Regions from separate parts of the Mus musculus genome. Here all the other regions are linked to region 1. A link is a contact called in public Hi-C and HiChIP or PLAC-seq data. All regions are on one chromosome and are shown on one strand. The core of a region is the stretch at or near the end of the contact, and the rest is flanking DNA. Distances in the headings are between cores, read along the strand shown.

The links. A called contact is a pair of places that touch in the nucleus more often than the background predicts. HiChIP or PLAC-seq counts read pairs in DNA pulled down with a chosen protein or histone mark.
Region 2: a contact with region 1 is called in an HNF4G HiChIP or PLAC-seq map of pancreatic cancer cells. The contact joins the enhancer-like site here to the promoter of Gtf3a in region 1. A contact is called at or near these places in 8 of 39 promoter capture datasets (the 3T3-L1 cell line, 3T3-L1-derived adipocytes, the HPC-7 cell line and 5 more), 2 of 15 datasets of contacts at CTCF or cohesin (embryonic stem cells and large pre-B cells), 5 of 484 Hi-C or Micro-C datasets (ECoMG myeloid progenitors, the G1E-ER4 cell line, the HPC-7 cell line and 1 more), 12 of 115 datasets of contacts at active chromatin or transcription factors (CD8 T cells, the SCID.adh cell line, acute myeloid leukemia and 7 more) and 1 of 9 other capture datasets (adipose tissue).
Region 3: a contact with region 1 is called in a Hi-C map of CD8 T cells, with 1.7 times the contacts expected there. The contact joins the enhancer-like site here to the promoter of Gtf3a in region 1. A contact is called at or near these places in 1 of 39 promoter capture datasets (neutrophils), 2 of 484 Hi-C or Micro-C datasets (CD4 T cells and CD8 T cells), 1 of 115 datasets of contacts at active chromatin or transcription factors (pancreatic cancer cells) and 1 of 9 other capture datasets (adipose tissue).

What each region holds. Positions count from the first base shown.
Region 1 is chr5:146,946,954-146,950,474 of GRCm38.p6, forward strand. It overlaps Gtf3a (general transcription factor III A), which reads left to right and starts at 1,704. Exons shown (of 9, transcript NM_025652.3): 1 at 1,704-2,022. The coding sequence starts at 1,828.
Region 2 is chr5:147,130,559-147,134,079 of GRCm38.p6, forward strand. No RefSeq gene overlaps it. Among named protein-coding and RNA genes, the nearest start is that of Gm34994, 27 kb to the right of the region's middle. Within about 2 kb of position 1,888, at least 34 of the 459 cell types and tissues checked have an H3K27ac peak or open chromatin away from gene starts, as enhancers often do. A contact at or near this core is called in bone marrow-derived macrophages and pancreatic cancer cells, where this site is marked.
Region 3 is chr5:146,775,885-146,779,405 of GRCm38.p6, forward strand. All of the region lies in intron 1 of Usp12 (ubiquitin specific peptidase 12), which reads right to left. Among named protein-coding and RNA genes, the nearest start is that of Usp12, 17 kb to the right of the region's middle. Within about 2 kb of position 1,522, at least 72 of the 459 cell types and tissues checked have an H3K27ac peak or open chromatin away from gene starts, as enhancers often do. A contact at or near this core is called in CD8 T cells, adipose tissue and pancreatic cancer cells, where this site is marked.

The DNA.
Region 1 (3,521 bases), core at 454-2,953:
TGAAGTTGAGGATGAAGTGAAGTCTCCTTGAATAGCCCTGTTCTGATGGGATCATAGCTCTCACCCACCCTGCAAACCATGTTGGGTTCAGCATTCAGGAGTGAAAAAGATCTCCAGCCACTTTGGATGAAGGCTAATAAATGAACTTCACTAGCTGGAATAGAGATGCAACAGTTCTAGCTATGGCTTATGTTTATTTGTTTTGTTTGTTTTATTTTTTTTGAGATAGGGGTTCTCTGTGTAGCCTTGGATGTCCTGGAACTCACTCTGTAAGAGCAAGCTGGCTTTGAATTCAGAGATCCACCTGTTTCTGCCTCCTGTGTGGGGTTAAAGCCATGCACTACCACTACTGGGCTAGTTCTGTCCATGTTCATGACTCACAATCTGCCCCCCTCCCCCAAACACACTCCCCATTCCCGAAACTGGTATGTTAGGGTCTGGAAAGAACCTGAATCCTGGCTGGGTCCCATATTGTCTAACCAGGGTTATCAAGCAGGAGGAGAAAAAGAAGATGAAGAAGTCCAGGCTGCTTGACTGAGACCAAAATCCTTGGAAAACAATGGTCACAGGGGTGGGATCTCAGAATCTTCTAGAAGCTCATCTTCAGGGAAAAGGAGAGACAGAAGACTGGAGCTGAAAGAAGAGTGTCCGCTGATGGGGTAGAGCAGACAAGAGAGTGAGAAAGGGGAAGAGGGACTGGAAGGAAGGAAGAGCCGGCCAGCAATCTGCACATGCGCATGGGGCATGACTACAAGGAGCAGAGGGGGCCGTGAGCATGAGATCCCAACAGGGCCGCACAGAGAATGACCTGTCAACAGTGTTGAGACCGCCCTCCATTCAATCCTTTTTCTTGTAGATTAGTTTGACTGGAATAAAGTACATTTTAACCTTCTTCAGTAAAGATATTCATTAAAAAAAAAAAAAAAAAAAAAAAAAAGCTGGGTGTGGTGGCGCACGCCTTTAATCCCAGCACTCGGGAGGCAGAGGCAGGCGGATTTCTGAGTTCGAGGCCAGCCTGGTCTACAAAGTGAAGTCCAGGTCAGCCAGGGCTATACAGAGAAACCCTGTCTCGAAAAACCAAAACCAAACAAACAAACAAACAAACAAACAAGCTTTAAGATTTCCCATGGTTGTCGTCATCCAACTAGCAGAAAGATCGGTTCTGCCCTTCATTGATGCACTACACTTTGCCAGGGAGGATTCGAATAGGGTATTTTCCAGTCTCTGCCATTACGGAGATTAAATCAAGATAAGGGAAAGAGGAAATCCCACAACTGAAAACAGCGTCAAACACTAGAGGACTCAGTGATACAAAAGGAAAGTTGACAAAACACCAGCACAATTGCTGTCAGAAATTAAGGTTTAATTGGTCCTGGTTAAGTTCTGGGCTTCGGAATTTTGAAAAAAAATTCCACGTGACTCGAAGGAGCAGACAAGCTTGGGATTCACCATGTCCTGAGGCTAGTGGCAGGATGCAGAGGGCAAAACTGGAATGTGAAAAACAGGCCACCTTAAGTCATGTCAGGTTGATATTTGGGACGTTTAAGCAGCGCTTCCGTTTCCCTAAGCCGCGAAACCAGAGCCCAGAGCCTGGCTGCCTCTCGCCGTGGACGAGTCCTGGATGCGCATGTGCAACCGGGCTCTACGGCCTCTGGGAGCATGCGCAGTCGTGGCGCGCGTGGGGGGGGGGCTAAGGGGCGGGGCCTGGAGCCTTAGCGGGCCGCGTTCCCGGAAGTTCAAAGTCTCCGGGCGCCAGTGGCTTGCGTCCCGCGTTCCCGGGGACGGCACGTGGCTGCCCCGCGTCAGCCCGGGCCCGATCGTGTCGCCCTGGAGCCGCGGGTGTCAGTCGCGGAAGCGGTGTCGTCGCTGACCATCGCGGATGCGTTCGTCGGGGCCTGTGAGGGCCCCGCGCCGCCGCGCCCCGCGCTGCCCAGCAGGTTCATCTGCTCCTTTCCCGACTGCAGCGCCAGTTACAACAAAGCCTGGAAGCTAGACGCGCACCTATGCAAACACACGGGGGAGGTAACCTGGCCGCCCGTGTGCACGGCAGGGCCTGGCGCAGGGGCTGCGTCCTGGGCTTGGCTGGGGCAGGGCAGGGCAGGGCAGGGCAGGGCAGGGCAGGGCAGGGCAGGGCAGGCGCTCTGCAAAGACCGAATTCTAGGATGTCAGGATTTCCTGCAAGCAACAAGTGTGCACCCTTTTAATTGCAGGCGGGCTTTGGTCGGGTACTAAGGCTGTGGGTAAAGGTGGTCAGGAAAAGCCTTCCTGCTTGGCCCTTTACCCTGGTTCTTATATTTGGTTGTACCCTGGTCTATCTCTTGACAGACTTACCAACCCACTGTTGTCCCTCATAACATACTTTGTAACTTTATCCCTGTTTCTCTTTGACCATTCTGTTCCCACATTTTGGCCTTTCTTTGTCCCTGTGTCCGAGGCAGAGCTTGCTTTCTAGTGGACACTTAAAAGTTGTGGTTCATCACCATCATCATTATTATCATTGTTTTTTTGAGACGGGGTTTCTCTGTGTAACTCACTCTGAACTCACTCTGTAGACCTGACTGGCCTCGAACTCAAAGATCCACTTGCCTCTGCCTCCAGAGTGCTAGTATTAAAGGTGTGCACCACCACACGTGGCTTTGAAGTTGTGTTTATTGTTCCAAACTCGACAATAATTTGATTAGTACGGGTCCTGCCCTGGGACTGGATCTGAACAAGGTTCTTTGACGCCGTGCTGAGCAGTGTGGCTCACTTGTGTCTTCCTGTCCACTGGCTGTGATTGAAGGCTTGATGCCACCTTTCCTGTATTTCAGATTATTTCCATAGTTGGGAAACACAGAACTGGATGTTAGGATATGATATAGCTTTACTGTGGATTCATGACAGCATCCCCTTCCCCACCTCCAGGGTCCCACTTGGAGATTGTGTTTGGGGCTGGGAGCTGTTTCCTTCGGTTGCCTTTGCACCTGTGAGCTTTTTCAGCTGTTGTGACACATTTAACTGTCTCTGTGCCTGCTATCTCTTAGTATGGACACAGGTCACCTGCGATGAGATGCAACCTTTCCTCTGCCTCTTTGCTGTAAAATGATGCTGTAGCAGAGATCTGGGCAGACAGGCTATCTGGGTTCAAAGCCACCTTGAAAAGGGGTTTGCTGGGGAAGCCTGCACCCCATAGGAGCAGGCTAACCTGCCTATCAGATGCTGGACATCCATAGAACAATAGCCTGTGTGCCACGGTGACTTGTGGGACGATGGGGTGTTTTTGATGTGGAACTTGGTTCTACAGTGCCTGTGTTTGGCAGGCACCTTTCTGAATGGACACGTCTCTGGAGGGAAATCTGAGGTGTTGCCTGCCACAAGTCAGACTTTTAACAGCACAGAGCTGAGGAGATGGCTCAGTGAGAGGGGTACTTGCAGCCCGACCTAGGGACCTCACAGGGTAGAAGGAAAGAAGTCACTCTGGGAAGATGTCCTCTGACCTCCACGTGTATGCCGTGGTGCAAACATGCCCCCCTTCCCCAACA
Region 2 (3,521 bases), core at 638-3,137, 180 kb after region 1:
TCTGCATTTCCCTTGGCTTCTGTATCCCTCCCTCACATACACACACACACACACACACACACACACACACACACACACACTCACACACACAAAACCTACTTTTATTTGTGGCAGTTCATTGACCCACATCCCTATTGCTGCCCAAACCCCATCATGGGCTGGTGCCCTGGGCTGAGCAGAGAGACAGCTCTCTCTGCTCATATGCCTCCAATGTGTGTTTAGAAAACACATTGGGGGGGGGGGGTTCTTTCCCTCTGGAAACAAAAAAAGATTCTGGTTACTGCCACCACCCCCAGCAGAAGAATATTGTAATTTATAGTCTGAAGTCAGGAGTAATCCCAGCCCCTGTGTGGTTGAGGCAAACGAGTATTATTCTGAGTCCAAGACCAACCTGGACTACAGTGTGAGTCCCAGGCCATCTGAGCTGCAGAGTAAGTGTCAAATGTGTGTTCTTAAGATGCAGTGGCCACAAGCATCTTAAGTGCTTTGGTCTGAGCACTTGGGAGGCAAAGCAGGGAGATCTTTCTCTGAGTTTAAGACCAGCCTTGATCACATAGCGAGTTCCAGGTCAGCTGGGACCACACAGTGAGACCCTATCTCAGACAAATTTTTAAAAATGTGTGTTCTGGTCTTATAAAGAATGCTCATTCCTGGGCTCAGTGGTTAAGGGCACTTGTTGTGAAAGACCTGATTCCCAGCACGGATATGGAGGTTTGCCATCTTCTCGGGCACCAGGCATGCACGTGTTCCACAAACATACATGCAGCCACAACACACACATATAAAGTAATCAAAATAAATCTAAAAAGGAAAAAAGAGAGAGAGAGGCAGGATGCTTGTTCCCATAAGGCTGGCAGTGCTGTGCAGTCTGTGTTTTATAAGCACACAAGCAAAACCCTGGCATCTCATCATGTTTTCCTCCCTGAATGTTAGGAGATGGAACAGTTAGGCAGGGGTGAGTGTGGAGGGAGAACGGTGCTGGGGACAGAGCTCTTGTCCTGCGAGGCCCAAGTCCACACTTACCTAGATTGCTGCCCAACCCTCCTTCCCATAGCCTTGGCTCCTCCTGAGTTACACAGTGGGACACATGGATGGAATTCACTCAACCAAACTTTTGCTGTTAGCTGAAGAAAATTTATAAATCAGAGAATTAGGCTTCAATAACTGTGCCTACCATTACCTCTCTCATACTCAAGTTGAAATAAAAGCTTTTGATACCTTCTTCCATAGTCTTGGCGAGCAGAGCAGATTCAGAATAATACTAATATATATGTAAACGTGTGTGTGTGTGTGTGTGTGTGTGTGTGGGTGGGTGGGATCATGGAGATGGGAGGGCATACCATCTAGGGTGCACAGGTCTCCGTTACAAGCAGGACACATTACAAGCCGTGTCCCCCAACCTGGCCACTGGTCTGGGCACGGCTAGGTTCCATCACCATTCCTGAGGTTTCCCCCGAGCCTCTGAAATGTGGTCCTCAGTCCACAGAGGACACACACACATCACAGACTGTGTGACTCATAGAACACATGAAGCATGCTCACAAAATGGTTAACAAGGAAGGGCTCTGGTGAGGAGGCCCTTGGTCCCTTGTGACCATTTGAGTGACTCACAGCAGAGCCAGGCAGAAAAGCCAGGGTGAGCTGCTACTTAGTTTGGGGATGTGATTTTTTTGGCCTTATGAGACATAGGGTGAGAAGCTTAGAAGTCATTTTGGGGCCAGAGATTGGGGTTTTCAGTCTATTAACAAAGAGACTTATAATAAGAAAGCTGTCAATCTCTGCCACATGAATTCGTACAGAGAAAAATGCTGGGATCGCTGAGTAACACCTTATTGCCACAAAGGGCACCTTCCCCCCACCACCACCACCCGGCTGTGCACATTCTGAACACTTTTGTCTCTCAGTCCTGCCCTTTCTGGCTCCCCAGCCTTCTAAATTCCAAACTGTTCCCCTCTGGGTTTGACTGAGTGCCTCTCTCTTACACACACACACACACACACACACACACACACACACACACACAGAGAGAGAGAGAGAGAGAGAGAGAGAGAGAGAGAGAGAGAGCCTAGTGCTCTCTTTAGCAGGTGCCACTCTTCTGGGCCAGGGTCTTTGTGTTGTGCCATCAGTGTGGGGCAGGGTTTGTCCAGCCAGTCCCAGAATAGGGCTGCTGCTGGTGGTGATGGTGGTGGTGGTGGTGGTGGTGGTTTCAATATTAGGAGTGGAACCAGACCCAGGACAGTTTAACCTCAGTGTTTAGTGCTGTGCCATGCTCAGTCTATACTGTCCCTGAATAAGTGATGAGATGAATAAGCAGACAATCCCAGCATTCCAGGGGAGGAGGCAGGAGGATTGTCAATTCTAGGCCAAGCCTGCCCCACTGCGAGACTCTGCTCAAAAGAAAAAAGAAAGGTGAATTAATGTAAGAAGAATTCTATGCAACCTTAATTTTTTTTTTTTTTTTTTTAGCCAGGCATGGTAGAGCACGCCTTTAACTCCCAGCATTTGGGAAGTAAAGGCAGGTGGATCTCTGTGAGTTCAAGGCCAGCCTGGTCTAAAGACTGAGTTCCATGACACCTAGGCTTTGCCTCAAAAAAAAATTGTTTTAAATTTATTTTTACATTATGATATACAAATATGATATGGGCATTTGCCTAGATGTAGGTGTGTGCCATATGAATGCAGTGCCTGCAGAGGCCAGAAGAGGACGCTGGACTCCCTGCAATTGGAGTTACAGGCCGTTGTGAGCCGCCATGTGGGTGCCGGGAATCGAACCAAGGTCCTCTTCAAGAGCAGCCAGTGCTCTGACCGTCTGAGCCATCTCTCCAGCCCCTGTATTTTTAACTGGTTAAGAGGACCACAAACTTACAGAGTATCAAAGCCACTTTTTCAGGCTCTTTAGTCTTCTGATTAAGGGCATGTGTTGCGGCCTTAAGACCCTAACTTAATGCTTGCCGGCTCATGTGTATTTACGAATTGGGAATCCTGCACCAGTTGGTTGTCTTCTTGTTGCTCCTTCAGTTCTCAAGCTGAGGCAGAAGGCTTCTAGTGATGTAATTTGAGAAATGAAGTTCGCGACTGAGAGCTTCTACTGGACTCTATGCTGTGGAGCTAAAGCGACAGGAATACGCTCTGCCCGGGGCCAGGGAACAGAGAACGGCTGTTATCCAGGCACCTTCAACTCTGCTTCGCTTATGGGGCAACGTGTAACTAAATGCCAATTAATTTTCCCCCATCCTGGCAATACTGTGAAACCGCAGAGCATTCTGAAAGGGTTGCCATTTGGTCTTTTGTGCCCCGTGTTTTCACCCCGCGCCTTCACCTGGGTGGTACCCTGCAGTTTTGTTCATTTCAGCGGCGGCGTGAGGGGGCGGGGGAGGGGAACGACCTGGCAGGCAGAAAACAAGAGCGAGGCATCATAGTTTTTCAACGATTTTAGCAGGATCCCCCATCAGTGGCTTTTCTGCCTCTCTCTCCCTCCCAGTGAGCAAGGAGGGCTGATGTTTTTAGTTGTTTATCCACAA
Region 3 (3,521 bases), core at 272-2,771, 170 kb before region 1:
TAAATTCACAGGAAGGAGGGGAGGGGAGGGGAGGGGAGGGGAGGGAAAGGAAGGAAGGGAAAGAGAGGAAAAGAGGATGGGGAGGTGAGGGGAAGGAAGGAGGAAGAGAAGGGGGGACACACCTGTTTCTAAGCACCTTTCTCCACAGGCAGGGGGTTGCAGGGGGCAGGGGGAGGGATAGACAGTTACAGAGAAATACAGAGCAGGACAAGGAGCACAGAGCCGCTGACGCCTGCTGACCACGCGGGGCAATCTGCACTTTCACTACCAATGCTATAGACTACAGACACGGATCAGTCTATACAGGCAAAGTCCATGTTGCTTGAAGGACGTGAACAAATGAGTGGAGGGAACCCTCCTTCTTAAAATGAACTGCCAACCGCACGCAGAAAACCCTAAACCTAATGAATAAAAATGATGCGAAACAGTATATTTACGGTCATCTCAAAAGTATCTCCCCAGAAATTAATTTCAAAGTAAAACACAGCAGTGACTTCACACTGGAAAAGCCTGATGAACCAGTATTTGTACTTGGGAAAAGTATGCATGACATGAATCTAATCCTGAAGGAGCATCAACCAAGCCCACCTGAGGGACAACCTGCAGAATGACTGGCTTGTCCCTCTCATCATCTCAAGGTCAAATGAAACCAAAACCGCTGGCAGGGGTATGAAAGAAACTATAGATGGTCCAGAGAGATGGAGTGCGTGCAAACATCCTATTTGCAAAGCAGATTTAACAAAATGCAAATAGCCAGTAGAGAATGTCTGGGCAACTCTCACACTTGCAATTTTCCTAAAACTTCTGATCGGATTAATACAGTCTCCACAATGGAGTAGCCTCCATTCACAAACCTGGGAAAATTGTCCATCCAATATGAAAGTGACTAGTACGCACAAGAACCTGAATTGCTTCTCAGCACATGGCCTGGGCAGTTACCACCTGTCGTTAGGTCTCGTGGGGTGGCACAGCCCTAATTCACTCCGCCTTCTCAGGGACTGAAGTTGAAGGGCAGCTCCTATACTTTAAAAGTCAATGCTCTAGCCCCAGTGTCCAGTCTTACTGTAGGTAGCCAGTGGGCACGTCCTACCCACACATGCTGTGCTGAGTTCCTTTACTGATCTGCCCTATTTGTTTGTCTTAAATGTCACGCTGGAGTGCTTATTCAGGGTTGTAGCTGGCTGTTGACTCAATAACCAATTACTGTCTGTTTCTTCTATTCATGGATGCCCTGTGGAAGGGGCTGGCAAAGGGGCAAGCCGATGACTGGCTATCTGGAAGCAAAGCAATTGGCTTACAGGGAAGACGCCTGCGGTCTCCATCTGGACGCAGTGGTAGTTCTCCCAACTCTGTCCCACGGTGAGTCACCGAGCATTCTTCCCAGAATACCCCGAGCCTTTGCACCTACTTCCACTTTACAGTAAATCAAAGGGCAAAGGAGCACATTTAAAGACCACAGGAAACATTCAAACAAACCCTGCAAGCCCTCACTGGTGTGACAACGGCCTGCCTGCTCAGCAGCCATGGAGGAAAGAGGAGGCTGTACTAGGTTAATGGAGACACAGCAACGAAATCAACAGCTCGAGTCACTGCTGGACCATGACTCCAAAGAACAAAAGACCACACAAGGCGTGCTGGTAAAACCTGAGCTACTGAAACATGGACTCCACATTAGACGGTGTTAGTAAGTAAACCCCACTACTCTTTTTGGGTAAGAAGTGGAGATATGGGCTGTGGAGACAGCTCAGTCAGTTTAGTGGTTACCAAACAATCTATTTGGAGCTGAGTTCAATTCACAGAAACCACATGTGAAAAGAAAAGAAAAGTCTGGCACAGTGGTACACACCTTTAACCCAGCACTGGGAGGACAGGGGACATGGCAGGCAGATCTGTGTATCTGAGGCCAGCCTGGTCTACATAGCAAGCTTCAGGACAGCCAGGACTACAGAAATTCTGCCTCAAAATGAAGAGGAAGCTAAATAGAAGAAAAACACGGTGTGGTGGAGTGTGCTATAATGCCAGCATTGGGAGATAGACACAGGCGGCCCACTACTTGTTGAGCTCCAGGTCACTGAAAGGCCCTGCCCCAAGATCCCTCCCAAAAAAGCAAGTGCATAGTGCCTGACTAAATTCCAGCTGAGGATGTCCTCTGCATGTTCAGTGCACATGCACACACGCACGCACGCACGCACGCACTCATGAGTTATATCATCATGAAGCAGGGTGGGTGTACTGAGACATCTGGGGCCCTGGACTGTCTGGCAATGCCCGCAGTCTGGACAAGCTGGAGCAGTAGGTCGAGGCCCCTCACTTGATGACCTTAGCTGCAGTAGCTTATGGTGGAGCTGGCTCTGGATGCCCCCATCATCTTGTGCACCAGGAGATCGCTCCCGCTTGAGTCCCCACTGCTGCTCACTTGCCCTGCAGCCACTTAAAAAGCCACGTAGCCCCGACATCCCCGGCTGCCTGCACCTCAACCTCTGTGGCCCCGCTTCTGCTTCAGGAGCGCCTGTCTTGTTTTCTAAAAATCTGCTCTATCTACACGGGCTTCATACCTCATTCTCTGCAGACCGATGAGACTCACAATGATTGCAGTTAACAGATCTTGCACTTCCCTCCGAATGGCCAATCTCCCCAAGCAACTGTCAAAGCTCTGATACTTCCCAGGGAGTTTTCCCCCTTGGTGGACAGCAGGCAAATCCAAGATGCACTGTCTCAAGATGCACTGTCTTGCTTCTAACAGAGGTTAGAACTCTTTCCATCAAACTAAAGCTACAATACAGATGAAGCAATACCTGACCAAGGAACTGAATGTAAACACTCTCTGCAGAGAAAACTAAGCTCCAAGAAGAGACTCTGTGGGAATGAATTAGTTCACCGATGGCCTCCTATAAGGCCATCTTCTTCCGAAGTTTGTTGTTCCATGTGGGTAACTTTTCAGAAGGAAAGTCAACCACTAGCTCCCACAGAACTTACTCTACGTTACTAGGCTGCATTCACTTAGAACCTACTCATCGCTGGGAAACACGAGCTCAGACTTAGTTTCACAGCAAGACATATTTGTCACAAAAGACTAGCTGCCCCAAAGTCCTTTCTAACCTTTTTTTTTGTTTTTTTTTTTGTTTTTTTGTTTTCGAGACAGGATTTCTCTGTGTAGCCTTGGCTGTCCTGGAACAATATTTTTATAACACTAAATTTTTACTATAATAAAGAAGCAATAAAAAAATGTGTTACAGCCAGGCAATGGTGGCGCACGCCTTTAATCCCAGCACTTGGGAGGCAGAGGCAGGTGGATTTCTGAGTTCGAGGCCAGCCTGCTCTACAGAGTGAGTTCCAGGACAGCCAGGGCTATACAGAGAAACCCTGTCCAAAAAAAAGTGCGTTACAAAACTACAGAATGAGGGAAAAAAGTTAACAGCAAAAAGTACTTGATTTTAAGAGTTATGGGGTGCTAGAGAGATAGCTCAATGGTTAAGAGCACCTCTGACCCCTCAGAGGAATCCAGTCTGGGTCATGAACCC